Linked DNA regions of Gossypium hirsutum: region 2 is linked to region 1. A link is a contact called in public Hi-C data. All regions are on one chromosome and are shown on one strand. Each heading gives the region's core, a stretch centred on a gene start, on an enhancer-like site or on the middle of the called end of the contact. The rest is flanking DNA. Distances are from core to core; before and after follow the strand shown. Region 1 holds the start of LOC107930453 (60S acidic ribosomal protein P1). Region 2 holds the start of LOC107930521 (WD repeat domain-containing protein 83).

The links. A called contact is a pair of places that touch in the nucleus more often than the background predicts.
Region 2: a contact with region 1 is called in a Hi-C map of petal, with 2.1 times the contacts expected there. The contact joins the promoter of LOC107930521 here to the promoter of LOC107930453 in region 1. A contact is called at or near these places in 3 of 34 Hi-C or Micro-C datasets (callus, leaf and petal).

Annotation. Positions count from the first base shown.
Region 1 is chrA08:4,428,892-4,432,010 of Gossypium_hirsutum_v2.1, reverse strand. It overlaps LOC107930453 (60S acidic ribosomal protein P1), which reads right to left and starts at 1,671. Exons shown (of 4, transcript XM_016862126.2): 1 at 1,495-1,671; 2 at 1,324-1,404; 3 at 969-1,187; 4 at 647-879. The coding sequence starts at 1,395. The coding sequence ends at 826.
Region 2 is chrA08:4,589,147-4,592,228 of Gossypium_hirsutum_v2.1, reverse strand. LOC107930521 (WD repeat domain-containing protein 83) reads right to left here and starts at 1,295. Exons shown (of 2, transcript XM_041075680.1): 1 at 1,148-1,295; 2 at 1-686. The coding sequence starts at 663. It overlaps LOC107930507 (EVI5-like protein), which reads right to left. Exons shown (of 9, transcript XM_016862175.2): 9 at 2,521-2,889. The coding sequence ends at 2,818.

The DNA.
Region 1 (3,119 bases), core at 422-2,921:
TATACTGATGTAAACTATGATAGAACATTAGTTGACAGGAGGTTAACTTTATTGTACATTCATAGGTGACAATCTAATGGCAAGGTCAAGTGTGGAGCCAAAATTCAGGTCAATGGCACTTAGAATATGCGAATTACTTCGATTGAAAATAATTCTTAATGATTTTAAAGATAAAATGGCAACGTTCAATGCAATTGTATTGTGACAACACAAATCAACAACCAACATTGTAATGACCTAGTGCAACATGATAAAACCATGCATGTTTAAGTAAATAGCCATTTCATCAAGAAGGAACTCAACAGTGAACTTTTTCAGACCCTATCTGTTTCAACAAAAGATAAAGTAGCAATGTGTTTCAAGACATTATCAACAAGCTTGGAAAAAATTGTATCCATAAGAGGCTGGATCAATTCTCTAAAGTAATGACACCAATCCATTAGCATAAATAGCCTAAGTTATCTAACACTCATGTTGACATAATCGAGTATGTATACGAAAGTACAATCCTTCAAATATATGAAGTAAGCATAGTCATACTAGACACTTATATCCAATACTCGGCTATTGATCAAAACAACAAACTAAACACAAAATCATGCATTACAATGGAATTAACCAAAAATCAATTCATCGCACATAACAATTGGCAAAAATTGGTCTAGAAGACTTTTATATATAGAAGATTCAAGCATACAACTCAAAAAGAAAGTTTTTACTCAAAAGCAGACAAATACTAATAATACCAAGAAACCTCAACAACTACTGTCACAGATTTAATGCATTAAAACAGCAATCAACCAAATCAAGCACTGAAAGGAACTTCTAATCAAACAAACTGAATCCCATATCGTCATCACTCTCTTCCTCTGGTTCTTCCTGCAAAATTACCCAAAAAAATAGTATAAGAGAACAAATGGCAACAAAAGAAATTCATCAATTTATCATTTGTAGTTTTCAGTCCAAACCTTCTTCTTTTCCTCAGCAGGAGGTGGAGCAGCGGCACCACCACCACCACCAGCAGCAACAGGTGCAGCTGCGGCAACTGGAGCACCAGCACCACCAGCACCAACATTGGTTATAAGATCCTCAATGTTGCACTTTTCGAAAAGCTTTGCAAACAAGCTTGGCCAATAAGATTCAACCGAGACATTTGCAGCTTTAACAATTGTTGCAATTTTCTCAGCCTATTAACAAAGTTAAAGAAAACTAACAAAAACCCATCTTCCCCGAAACTACGGCTAATTCATTCAATAACAAATAATCAAAATCACCAGATTTACCCCCTCTTTCTTTGTTCATTACAAAAAGCATAAAGGATACGGTGATGGGAATGCCATCATCATAGAGAATTAAAGCAGCGTAAGAACAAGCAGCTTCGCCAGCCGTAGACATCGTTTCAAACTGTTAACATTAAAATAAATACATAAAAGAGACTAAAACACAATCCATATAAAGATTAATATTAACATCGATACAATGGCAGATTGTTACCTGAGAGAAAAATCTGAGAAATAGGCAAAATCTGAGCAGCCGCTCTTCAAAGTTCTGAACAGACTGTTGCTAGGGTTTCATATTCGGCATTGAAAAAAGGATTTTAAAGAAAGAAAATAGAGTGAATTGGGCTTTAACGATTTCCGAGGCCTATATCTGAAATGAGGCCTCCAAACCATTTTTCTTTTTGCAATTAGATTTTTATGGTAAAAAGATCATTTTAGTCCTTCTCAATTTTTAAATTTAGAAAATTAGTCCCACTCAAAAAAAAATTAGAGCAATTTAGTGCCTGAAAATTTTGAAAGTGAGCAATCAAGGATAATTAATTATCACGGGCCGCGGTTCAAAGCCCATGACCAAAGCACAAAGGGTGTCTCATGGAGGTTTACATATTTAATAAGGCTCATTTGACCTACATGAACTGGTCCGATTCAAAAAACAAGAGACGAAGCCATCTACTTGAAGTCTTGGTGGCTCAACGAAGCACTTATGGAAAATTAGAGCTACATTGGTAAATAGGGAAAGTAATCTTGGAAGATTTGTAATCTGTTAATATTTGATTTTGTAATCTTAGGGATTGTGTAAATCCCTTAATTGTAGATATGCTTCGATCTCATTCATTGATATAAAGCTAGTTGTACTGTTGGATTTGAAAGAGCTCAACTATAAATAAAGGATTCCCCTCATTTTTAATTATCTGTTGTATTCTATTCTTTAGTAGTGAATACTAATTAAAAGTATCTACTTAAACACTTGGCGTGCTTTGCTTTTCTGTGGTTATTCTGTTCTTTCGAGCTTTCTTTTGTCTTTGTGTTGCTTCCGCTTTATAATTTAGTGCCTTGGAGAATTTCTAAAAGAATTCTCACTTTGTGAGAGTTAGGCTGACTTATGTGCATTTGAAGCAAAAAAATCGCCTAAGACTTCAAAGATTACAAGACAAAAGGTCTAGCCCTGTGACATAATCACAGTGTTAATATGTTTTGTCAATGGAAAATAATTTTGATTGGTTTAATAACAAATTTAGCCTTCAATGTTTATATATTTTGTTAATTTGGTCTTGATTCTAAAAAAATCAACAAATTTAGTCTAAACAGTTACACATTTACAAAAATATTCAAGGCTAAAATTGTTAAATCATGATCAAATTGATAGAATGTATAAATTATAAAAGCTAAATTTGTTATTATAAATAGTAAATTTTTGTGAATTTGATGAAAAAATTAATGTTGTGACTAATTATCCTTATTTGCTCACTTTTAAAATTAAAAAAAATTAAATTGCTACGATTTTTTAAAGAGACCAATTTGCTTAATATCAAAATTTAGAGAGATTGGAGAAAATTTTTTATTGATTTTTGACATATCAAAAGATTTTTTTCATTATTACTAAAAAATAATAAATATATTGTGAGTGGTTTTCTTATATGCAAATATTTTTTTAAGAGAATAACTTCAATTATTATTTTTAATTATTTTATCTTAGGTTATCCTAAAATTCAAAATCAACTAATAAGAATATGACATGTGGCACGTTGATCATTTTGATATTTTCTTAAGGTAAATTAAGATAAAAATAATAATTTAAAGTGAACTAAATAAAATTAGATGGTAAATTAGAAAAACACA
Region 2 (3,082 bases), core at 46-2,545, 160 kb before region 1:
TTCTTGCAATAGTTCACCTGTGGACCTATCTAAAAGTCGTAAAGTTGAATCCAAGCAATTAGCTAATATGCAGTTATTGTCATTTGACAATGAGATACAGTTGACAGGTTGCCCTAAGTCATCTGATATTTCTCGACCGATACGAATATCAAATGTTCGAACAGTTCCATCAACACTCCCACCAATAATTTCGGTCTTGGTTAAACAAACAGACATAACAGTGTCCGAAAATGAGTCAATTATCTGTATGGGTTCAGTGCTGTGAGACCTACAGTCCCAAGCACGCAACGATCTATCATAACCGGTAGATACTACCACAGATGCATACTCATTAAACTTCACCGCGTTTACCTCGCCGTCATGGCCACGAAACTTGCGAATAACACGACCGGTGGAAACATCCCAATAGAAAATCTGTCGGTCTCCACCACAAGAACACAGCTTAGAGTTATCCAGGGTGACATGGACGTCGCGTACTTCGCGGCCGTGAGATTTGTAGGTTTTGATGTGGATGCCACGGTGGGGGTTCCAAAGACGGATGGTGCGGTCTTTGCCGCAGCTGAGGCAATAATTGCCATCGCTGTTGAATCTGGCTGCTAAAACCGCACCTTCGTGGCCTTTTAGGACATTGGCTTCTTTCCTTGGCAGCTCCGATGTGCTCATTTTTCTCTCTTCTTTTTCCCTTTCTACAAATTCCATAACCATAAAACTAGTTAGGTTTTTTTTTATTATTCTATAGTGAGATTTCTGATTTGGGTATTAGGGTTTTGGCCAGTTCTAGGGTTTAGCCTAACATAAATGGTGAAGCTTTAGCCATGGGATATCAGTTCTAGGCACTGTCTAGTAATCTTGCAAATTTGTTTAACAATGTCTAAATTTGATTGGTTTACGGAACCATTCAACTGTTCTTCACATTGCTTTTGATTCTCTACAAGTTCCTTAACCATAAAACTAGTTAGTTTTTTCTATTCTATAGTGAGATTTCTGATTTGGGTATTAGGGTTTTGGCCCGTTCTAGGATTTAGCCTAAGGAAATTTAGGATAAACGACGAAGCTTTAGCCATGAGATATCAGCTTTATTATCTAATTTCATCAACAATAGAGTAATTAAGCTCAAAAACTGAAAATAAAATGGATTAAAACTTACTGAGAAATGAGATTCGGAATTCCTTGGAACTCTAATTGAATTACTTTGTGAAGATTGAGATTGCAGCAGCTCTTACCTTTCTCGTTATTATAAAGACGCTAAGCAGATTTTCTTTTCTAAAACATAAAAGGGAAGGACCATTAGGATAAATTTTACTTATTAAGAAGGGTAAGCTATTCTTACACGATCACTTAATTTTTTAAAAATTACAAAATATTTATTAAATTATCCGAAAATTTTTATTTAAATTATTAAACTATTAAAATTTTTTATTTAAGTTATTTAATTATTAAATTTATTTTAAAAAAAGCTTCGACTAACGAGTTATAAGTGACAATTCGACGATTATTATAGTAGATCAATACCCATCGACGAGTAAAAAATATAATTTAGATTCAAGTCAATTTAACGGTCAATGTCAAATATCGGATAAGAAAATTATTTTTTTTAATTTTAATTTAGTTGAAGTTAAGTTCGTTTAAATTTTTTTATATATTTTTTCTTGATTTCCTATTTATGTTAATTTTTTTCATCTTTACATAATATAACTATATAAGTACCTAAATCTAAAAATATTAATTTTTTAAAAAGCTTTTTATAATATGATATTTTTAAATATATTTTATATATTAAAATCACCAAAAAGATATTAAACTAATTTATTATAAAACGTGGCATATTATAAGTTAGTATGTTGATATTTAAAACAATTAGTATAATGAATTTGAAATTTAACCTAAAAATACATTATAATTTTTATTATGTATAAACATAAATATAAATGTAGTCAATAAAATTTAAATAAAAAATTCAAGGAAAAAAAAAGGAATTTTTAGCCCTAGCCCATCCCGAATTAGCCTAAATTTTGTTGTTGTTGTTATTTTGTTGTCATTTTACTATTAATTACTATTATTTTGTTGTTATTATAACTCTTATTTTATTGTTCATTTCCCATTATTTTAGAAACATTTGCTTGCTAAACCAAGTTAAGCTCGAGTTTAACATTTTTAATCTAGACCGAGCTTGAGCAAAAATGTAAACCCATTTTCGGGCCAAGTCAAGATTGGGCTTAAAAAACAAGCCTAAAATTTTACATCACCCCAACCCAACCCATGATCAGGTCTAATTATAGTATGAGTACAATTGTATTTTTTAATTAGATCATTCTAAATCTTTATACTTTTTCAAATTTTGAAATTTCAAATTTAATGCAATTGATAGTCGTTAATTTCATTAAATAAAATTGAGTAATATGAAAACAACAAATTAACATGACATTACATATATATTTGTCACATCAGGAATTAACAAAATGGATTTAAAGGTTATATAGTTTGGTGAATGACTGAAATTTTAAAAATAAAGCAAGCATAGAAAAAAAAAAGATCAAATTATAATACATGAATTAAATCCACAATTTAAATACAAGAACTGATAGCAGAATTTAACTTTTTTCTTTTTACAATTTTATGCATATCATCTCATTAAAAAGAAAAAAAAAGAAGAAGAAAAGAACACCATGATTAAGTAACTAAATAGGTCTATAAAGAAGTCAGTATTTAGCATCATATGCTTCTTCTTATAACACAATATAAAAGCAAAAGAACAACTGAGAATAAGAATGTACAGGCAGAATGGTTGCTTAGATGGACAACCTTCAATGCACTTGTTTATGCTTCAATCTTCGGCTTTCTATTTTGCTTCTCGTACTCGATTTTCGATTCTCCTAAGCTCCGGGATACCTAATCACCATTCAAACATAAATATAAGAGTACTTAATGATTCAAACTCATTACTAGAAAACATTGATAAAAGTATCATGGAGGTCTCTGTACTAGGAGTCGGATTGCATTTTGCCCTTCTACTAAATATGAGCAAATTAATCCTTCTAAGTTAGATCAAGGAGCAAATTGATATTTTTATTGAAAATTTCAT